2 separate regions of the Gossypium arboreum genome follow, and region 2 is linked to region 1. A link is a contact called in public Hi-C data. All regions are on one chromosome and are shown on one strand. Each heading gives the region's core, a stretch centred on a gene start, on an enhancer-like site or on the middle of the called end of the contact. The rest is flanking DNA. Distances are from core to core; before and after follow the strand shown. Region 1 holds the start of LOC108461760 (protein SEMI-ROLLED LEAF 2). Region 2 holds the start of LOC108477520.

What was found. Hi-C and Micro-C count contacts between places; a contact is called where the count stands out from the background.
Region 2: a contact with region 1 is called in a Hi-C map of leaf, with 2.2 times the contacts expected there. The contact joins the promoter of LOC108477520 here to the promoter of LOC108461760 in region 1. A contact is called at or near these places in 3 of 5 Hi-C or Micro-C datasets (all in leaf).

What each region holds. Positions count from the first base shown.
Region 1 is chr12:84,645,611-84,650,131 of ASM2569848v2, reverse strand. It overlaps LOC108461760 (protein SEMI-ROLLED LEAF 2), which reads left to right and starts at 2,085. Exons shown (of 20, transcript XM_053022538.1): 1 at 2,085-2,688; 2 at 2,793-2,867; 3 at 3,171-3,286; 4 at 4,138-4,252; 5 at 4,388-4,516. The coding sequence starts at 2,554.
Region 2 is chr12:84,881,250-84,885,874 of ASM2569848v2, reverse strand. LOC108477520 reads left to right here and starts at 1,351. Exons shown (of 4, transcript XM_053022930.1): 1 at 1,351-1,405; 2 at 1,616-1,697; 3 at 2,601-2,830; 4 at 3,192-3,421. The coding sequence starts at 1,351. The coding sequence ends at 3,421. It overlaps LOC108479732 (ATP synthase subunit O, mitochondrial), which reads right to left and starts at 281. Exons shown (of 6, transcript XM_017782492.2): 1 at 65-281. The coding sequence starts at 184.

The DNA of each region.
Region 1 (4,521 bases), core at 836-3,335:
TGAGTTAGGCCAAATTGATGGATTTTGGCATGTTTATAATTTTGATTTGAATGATGCATTGATGATATGTTTTGATGATATAAATGAGGTACTAGTGAGGGTACACTAGTTACGCACCTAATATGATTGTTTTTGCATGTTTTAAATGTGTTTGATCGTGTTTTGAATAGGTTAAACAAATGGTTTTTGAGTTGCTTAATGCCAAAGCAAGTAGGAAATGATAAACTTGTTGTTTAAGGCACATTTTAGGTCCACACGGCCAGGTACACGGGCGTGCGAGGCCATTTCGAAGGGTACACGGCTTGGTACACGGGTGTGTGGCTTGGCCGTGTGACCCAAGTCAATGAGTTACATGGGCATAGACATGGGCTGGGACATGGCCGTGTGAACCCTACGGTTAAAATTTTTCTAGCTTTTACTAAAATTTTCAAATGTTCCTGATTTAGTCCTAAATTGTTTCTAAAGTGATTTTAAGCACTCAAAGGCTTTAATAAGGGACTCTATGCATGTTAATGATGAATTATGTTATGATTTTTTTGAAATGTTTGAAAATGAATGATTTAGATTATGGTTACTCGACAATACTCTAAAACCCTATTCTGGCGACAAATATGGGTTAGAGGTGTTACATAGCCCATCAATAGAGATCATATTACTTGGGAAACTCACATGAAAGATTGGATCGAATTAAATCATCTGAGACAATCCCTTGCAAAATGTACATTTAGATTTGATTGAAACTCTAAGAGGTTAGCTGCCAAGAGTCCACATTTGGTTTATTCTCTATTATTATATTGTAAACATGTTATAGTATTATTGTTTTAATGAGATTGTTATAGACCTTCTATGTTATCAAGTCTTGAACTTAAATCTATTTAAGGGAGAAACTTGTAAATGTTTTTATACTGAACACTTATGTTGTTCACATTAAGGAACTCTTCTTAGAGTGGAAACTATTAATAAGATTGATTGTGTTGTGGTTTTTACTTGATGAGTTCACAGGGGTGAACTTAGTGGTGAAAGTATTGTTTTTCAAGGTTTGAAAGTGAAAAGAATCATTACAAGGTGTGTTATAGGTTAGGATAACTTGTTGAAACTGTTGAAGAAAGTAAATATTTTTCATTGAGCTACGCTCCACAAATGTTGGGAAATCAAACTGTGTAAACAATTCCTGTGTGTTCTTTGTGTTTTCAGTTTCCAAATTTGGTGTTAGAGAAATGCCCACTTCCCTATCACTCTTTCAAGCACTTTGTTTTGTTTGCTAGAAACGATTTTAAAAGTTCAATGTAAATACCAAAAATATGTTTATAATAAATTGATCACTATTATCTTATTCTACTGTGTACATCCACATTTTTTTTTAAAGAAAAACTTTTCACCCATAATGAGTTGAAATGAAATCAGTAAAACAATCCAAATTTTATCATTCCTACTATACCAGGTTAGATATAATATTATTGTTAAGCAATTCAATTTAAACAAACAAATCGGGTTCAAGCTACATTTATGTATTTGAGTTATATATATATATGAAAATGTAAATCTGAAAGGATAGAAAACGAGTAAGAGGGGAGAGGAGAACATGAGTTATACAAGGTTGAGTGGCGATGGGATGTGATAAAGCGTCTAAAAAACGGCTCATGATCTTGCTTCAAGGACAGCAAGATCCCCTATGTAAATTGAGACTATTTCTTTGTCCTGATGAATGATGAACGAGTGGATGTCCATTAATGCCGTTTTATAAGGAACAAATAAAGGAGTTAGTTGAGGAAACAGGGACATCCACATAAAAATAAAAAACCAACAGAAAACTGTTTAATCCAACAATACCTTACCTAATAAAGTAAAACAGAGTAGAGGCGTCGGTCCTAATATTTTGTCTACATAGACATGGGTCTCGCGTGATGTGCCCAAATGTTTGACACATTTTATTTGACTAGAATTTATATATTATTTGTGGTTTTATAGGAACTCGTGTCTACATCAGAACTTTCCAACTAACATTAGCATTTTTTCCTTTTTGGTTATGCTTCATAGAAAATAGGAAAAATACCATAAACGTTAACCTAAATTTATATGCTCGAAGGTTCCCATCCCACATTTACCACTTATGAGCCCATGTATTTTGATCCCACCTCCTAATCTTAATGAGGCTTGAAATTTGATTTTAAAGCCCACATTTACCGGGCATGGCCTCGGTGTAAAATGGTAAATTGCCTGATTATTTGTTTGGGTACTGTAAATTGCGTGATTGCAACTCTGAACTCAAAAAGCGAAGACTATAAATATACAGACGACGGAATATAAAGAGGGAGAGGGAGAGAGAGAGAGAGAGAGAGAGAAGAATAGCATTTCCCTACGGTAAGACTTTTCCTCGGCCATCCTCTTCTCCATCCCTCCGATCCCCGAGAATTCGTTCTTTCTAATCTATACATCGATCTTTCTCGTTATCATTTCAACTGGCTCGTAAATTATATATATAATATACTAATAATATTTACAAAAAGAGAAAGAAAGAGGGGGAGAGAGAGGTGTATGGTTTTTTGAGCGGAAATGGGGATGATTTCGAGGGGAGTGATGCCTGTCTGCGGGAGTTTGTGCTTTTTTTGCCCAGCCTTGAGCACCAGATCTAGGCATCCCGTTAAACGTTACAAGAAATTTCTCGCCGATATCTTTCCTCGATCTCCGGTTTCTGCCTTTATCTTATCTTCTTTTTCTTACTTATCTAATTTTATAAGAATTTGCGTGGTCTTTTTCCTTACAAAAACAGCTTTTTCCATTTTATTTGGTAGGACGAACAACCTAATGAACGAATGATTGGTAAACTATGTGAATATGCTTCCAAGAATCCTCTTCGTATTCCAAAAGTACGCTTCTTTCACCGATGCTTCTTTTTTTCCACGTTTCGATATCCTCAATTATATGAAAGGTTGTACGCTAGAATGTAATTTTCAATGTACACATCCAAATGATCTTGATTTACCGACACCCTTGTTGGTTTTCATTTTTCAATGAGCCACTATCTCATACTTTAGGCTTTCGGCGTGTTCTCTTTGTTTTTGGTTCTATTTTATCATGATTTTCTTTTTATTTTTTGGTTTGATTTACTTATCAAAACCATTGGTGTTCAAAATCTAATTTTCAGCCTTCTGATTTTTTCCTTTAATCAGATAACAAGTGCATTGGAGCAGAAATTTTACAAGGATTTGCGAACTGAACAATTTCATTCTGTAAAAGTCATTATGCTTGTCTACAAGAAGTTGATTATTTCTTGTAAGGAGCAAATGTGAGTTACTATTCAGCTTTCTGAATGTGGAAATGCAATAAGGTCATAAAGTACTCAATAATTCAATTGCAATGACTCATGCTGCATCTAAATTTGCCAGAAAATTTAATTCGTTCATGTTTATGATTGACTTCATACCAGGATATTTTTCTGATAATTAAGATACGCCTTCCTTTCTTCACCTCCACTTAAGAGTCTGACAGACCTCATTATCAAACAGTTATTGGTTCCCACTTCACATTCTGGTTTCTGAACTTGAAAAACAGAGTTTTCTTCTCTAATGTATAAAATGCTTCACAATTTTCAGATTTTTCTCAATATATCTTAGGAAAGCGCTTTTTAATAATGTTTTCTGATTTCAAGTAAACATTTATTGGTCAATGGGAACCTTAAAATTATCACTAAATTTATGTCTATATGCACTAAGAAATGCATTGAAGTGCATTTCCAAAATTTGAATCATGATATTTGTAGTATATACATTTTAGACACACATGCACGCTTAGATACTGCTTTCACAGCGTAAGACTATATGAGCTGACCACCATTAAGGTTAAAAAAAGGAGTTGCTAATAATTTTTGTGAATATCATTAAGTGGTCAGTGTCTTACTTAGACAATTAAGGATAGCGTCATGCATACAAATATGTTGAAAAATTAATGTGAAATACGAAATGTTTTTTTTTTTTTTTTTTTTCAGATTATTGAAATTTGCAGTGCTTCTTTCTTGAGATTTTTGGAAACTATTGAAGCAAATCGAGCTTTAACAATTAAATATTTTTAGCTGTTTTTAAAGACATGTCTAGAACACTTAAAAGTGATATATGTTTGTTGTTATATACCATGTTACAGGCCATTATTTGCAAGTAGCTTTCTTACCATTATACAAGTCCTGCTAGACCAAACAAGAATGGATGATACTCGTGTGCTGGGATGCCAAGCTCTTTCAGTTTTCGTGAATAATCAGGTAGAAGCTGTTGATAGATTCTTGCCACTTTATAGCATAACTTTTTATCTCAAGTACTTTTCTATGGAAAGGTTGAGATTTTGTAATTCCACTGAAACCTCTCATGCTAATCTTTCACTATTTTTGACTAGCCAGAGGGACGGTACTTATATGTTCAACTTAGATGGGTTGATTCCAAAACTTTGTCTTTTAGCTCAAGAAATGGGTGAGGACGGCAGGGTTCACCATTTGCGTTCTGCTGGTCTTCAAACCCTCTCGTCAGTGGTAAT
Region 2 (4,625 bases), core at 102-2,601, 240 kb before region 1:
ACTGAACTAGGATAAAATATATAATAGAAAATAGAGAATGGAATCGATGAGAGATGACAATTACCTCGGGGCAAAGTAGAGTTCGGTGAAGAGTAGCTCTGGGAGTGTGAGAAGGCAGGGAATCGGATCTCAAAAGCCTGTGAAAGATAGGGAGAGTGGATCTGACGCGCGCTGCCATCGCCATTTCTAAACACAACCCTAATTCTTACGTTGATTCTGGAGATCGCTTTCTTTGGCGTGGGAAGTGAGGGAGAGTGTATTTGAGCCTGAGGGTGAGATGTACTGGACTTGGAATTGGGCTGGGCTTCAGTACTTGTGTCATCTTAACTTGACGGCCGAACGAAAAGGCTCAACAGTTCCGTGGTAAACTATTATCTCCTCGACATTGCGAGTTAAACGGAATCAATCAGCTGAGAAAAATATTAAATTTAATTTATTTAAAATAATTAATTCTATTGTAAAGATAATTATATATTTCAATAATTTAATAATTAAATTACAAAATAGATACATGGTAAAGATTTATATATTTTTCAGATATTGGTGTTAACTTTATTTATTATATATATATTTATTTTATAAAATATGAGTGTTGCAAAACTTAGTTTAAATAGATTTAATAATTAAGTAATCGTACCAAATTTAAAATGATTAGTGATGACTCCTAATTAGAATGATATTTAGTGTTTAGCATATCAAATTCTCGTATATTTATTTCATGACCGAATGCATTGTATAAAATTATTTTATATCTCTATAATACATTTAAATTATTGATTGAGTTAGTATCATAAATCAATTAAGATAACTAAAATATTTTTAAAAATTAACAAATATAATTTATAATGGTGTCTTTGTTTCTTTTATATTTTAATATAAATCTATAAAAATCAATTTAAATCTTGAATAAATCTAAAAAAATTTATATGTCATGCAACTTGAATCCACAAACACTATAATATTCAAAACCTTAATTTCATCATTTAGCAAAAACTTTCTTTATTTTTATCTATTTTTTATAATATGTTTTCTTTTCTTAATTTTCACCTAATATCCCTGAAGTCAACATCTATACTATCTAAAGTATCACTTTCAAAAGAAAAACCTAAATTGTCTAATATATCGCCTACTTATACTAAAGACCATTACTATTTACTACGATGGTTATACAAAGTATGACTTTTTCATACCTTTTTCGTTGCCAAAATCATACTTTTTCCGATGAACGGTGCATTTACTTATTATTAATATAAAAATAATGATAACAATTAAATTAAAAAATATAACAATACTGTAACATAAAAAAAAAGGAAAAAAAAAAGAAGAAAAAGCAAGCGAACCTAGTGTAAGATGGGCTATGTCTTGGTCTTTTGGACTCTCCATCCTCCAACTGAAGTTCGATCTAGTTAGTCTTAGACAGACAGGCCTTCTACCTTATAATCTCATGGGATGGGCTGCGTGGCTATATGGAAATGGATAAATATTATATCTCTGCTTTCTTGGCCAGTAGATGTGGAATCTCAATAAGTCTTAAGCCACCGCATAATTGAGAACCCATACTAAACGGAAACAAACAGGGAGGGCAAAAGGTGAAAGTTATGGTTTTGGCATACAGCATCTCTCAAACCCTCATCTACAACTGCAACTATCAGTTCAAGGCTGATAAAGGTTGAGAAGGATGAACGCGAAAGCAGATCGTAAAGTTTGTCAAAGTCGCGGATTTGACTTAGGGCTCTAGATGTTCGGAAAGAAACTTGGATTTTTTTTTGACACAACCTGAAACGAAATTAAATCCAAGTTAGATAAAATAATTAAAACAAATAATAAATCAAGGATTCAGGAAGTGAATAAAGAAGATAAATGGAAAGATAGAACGTGGCGTGTAGAAGTCCTAAGAAGCCTTGGAAACACGAAGAATCCACAACCCCTTCAAGCGGCTCTAATTTCCTCCAAGATAAAAACCTTGGCAAGAAAAAGTTTGAAGATGATCCCACAATCTAAAAAGATTGTTAAAACTCTTCTAAAAGAAACTCAAGAGAAATTCTTGAAAAGAAAAAACTCAAAGAGAATTTATTAACTCAAAAGAGAAATAGAATAATAATCAATTGTTCCTCAGATACAATGCAAAGGCCTATATATAGGCTAGATAAATAAATCTAAATAAAACTCCTAAGTATACTAGAACTCTAATTTAATCTAAACAAGAAGTAGTTTTAAACTAAACTTTCTTGTTAACATAAAATTCTAAATAACTTAAAATACTTAATAATTATCAAAATTCGGAATAAAATAATAATAAAATAATAAGAGCTAATAAACAAAATATTGTGCTTATATATAATAAAAATTAAGCCTAAAACTTAAACCCAATATGATTTAAACTCAAATTAAAAGCCCGAAACTCGTAATTCCCGTCTTAGAAATTCTGCTCGCGTAGTCTTCACTAAAATGGTCATAACTTGAGCTCCCAAACTCAAAATTGAGTGAATCAAAATGCATTTCGAAGCTAAGAGATAGATCTTCAAACAAATGAGACATCTCAACCTAAAAATGCCAGGATCCCATCCAAAAAGTCGTTGAAATTCTTCTGATTTCCCAAGCCTGAAAATTGACAATTTTGATGATTGGAATCTAATAAATTTCACCCCATCTGTGCATGTATCAAAGGCTCTCGACTTTGTTAAAATAAAGTTATCTTCGGATTCAGATCAAACAAAACCGAACGGAGTATCTGGATTCCAAGCAAAAAAGCGATGCTTAAGGTGCAAAACCCTCTACTCTGATGCAGATAATTCCCCTACTTCATGCTCCTTCCACGGCCATGCCACTGGTATATTATTCATCTTATCAAATGTATACGTCACAACTCACAAACAAGTTATTCTCTTTCTATCATCATATTCATATTCTTTCTTAATTTTATGATAAAAAGGAAGGAATAACAAAGAGTTTATCCTTGAAATCCAATAGAAAGATTTGCTATAAATATCTTAAATCCCAGTTAAAGTCCATCAGATCATAGAATTAAAATCAATGATGGTGTTTCCTGGCTACATGTATATGTTTTCCACTTGCTAATTGATCTGGTTGTGTATGTATATGAATCAGTTAATTTCTTAAGCAGAGAGTCAGTCCCATTCCGTTACATTCCTTGACTAATTAAAGCTTAGAGTCATTGTAAAAATTTGCAGGAGAGAAAGGATTATTTGCATTGGCACCTCCACACCAGGGGATTGATGGAGACTGGACGGATGGCTCTGGAGTCATCGTCTACAAATGGAATAACGAAAATAATAGACCAAATACTGGACGCGCCAATTGGAAAAAAAGATGGAGTTGCTGCCAAGAATATGATGAAAATGCACCACCTTGTATTCGTGGATGGCATGTCTCATACGATGACGGCTTCACTTTATATTAGATGCCATTTATATTTTTTGTTTAGTATAATACCATATTGACATTAATCTAGGTTCAACTTGAGAAATGCTTCCATTGTATATACGACGTATGCATCTCAATCTCATAGTTAATTCCTTTCACTGTCAACGTTTGCTCATCTTGCATAAATGATAAGAGTGATGAAGACCCAATCTAGCATGTGAAAAGAAAAAAACCAAGGAGTGAGGTCCTGTCCCCTTTGGTACAATCAATCGAAAGCTAAGGTGTAAGGTCTCGTCCCTTTTGAAGAATTGGTTAAGGTGCAATGTCTCGTCCCCTTTATGCCCATGGAGGTCAAGGTGAGTAGTATTGTCCCCCTTGATAGAATCAACTAAAGATCAAGGTGTGAAGTCAAAGGTTTTCCCCCCCTTACACCAGGAAAGCTAAGGTGAGAGGTCTCATCTCTCTTGGTAGAACTATCGAAAGCCAGGGCGAGAGGCATCATCTCGCTTGGTAGAATCAACCTAAGACAAGGCAAAAGGTTTCATCCCTCCTTGATGACAATATTAACTTTTCCATGATAAAACTGTCTTTTTAGACCTAGGCGAATTGTATGAACAAACCTTACAACCTATTTAGGCTAAAATTGCCTACCCAATCACAAGCATGCATGTTTTTTTCGAAATAATGCAATACGACCATTCAACAAATGTTAAAGCACAAACGTGCATACACAAAAGCTATTACACAAAAAACATTCCAAACTAATTTTATTGCAAATGAAAGCAAAATGAATAGGACGACGAAGCCTTGAATCAATCTCGGTGATAATAAAAGCAAAAATGCAAATTTATTAATGTTAGTAAATACTTACAAAATGTGTCTCTAAATAGACATAGTAATAAAAACATCATTGCAAAAATGCAAATTTATTAATGTTAGTAAATACTTACAAAATGTGTCTCTAAATAGACATAGTAATAAAAACATCATTAATCATCTTCAAAAGAAAATTTTTTAGGGATAGAAGAAGTTCCGCCAAAATTTCTTTTTCCTATTCGCAATGGCTTGCACATCCCAACATCATCTATCTTAACTCGAAGTTGGAGGGACAAAATATGTTAAGGGAATTAGAGATACTTCACACTATGCTAAGAATGACCCTATGAATCGAGAGGATCATGTGCTAGTTGAATAATGCTTATAATGGGATCTGAATGTTCGTAATGTTGCTAGTAAATGAC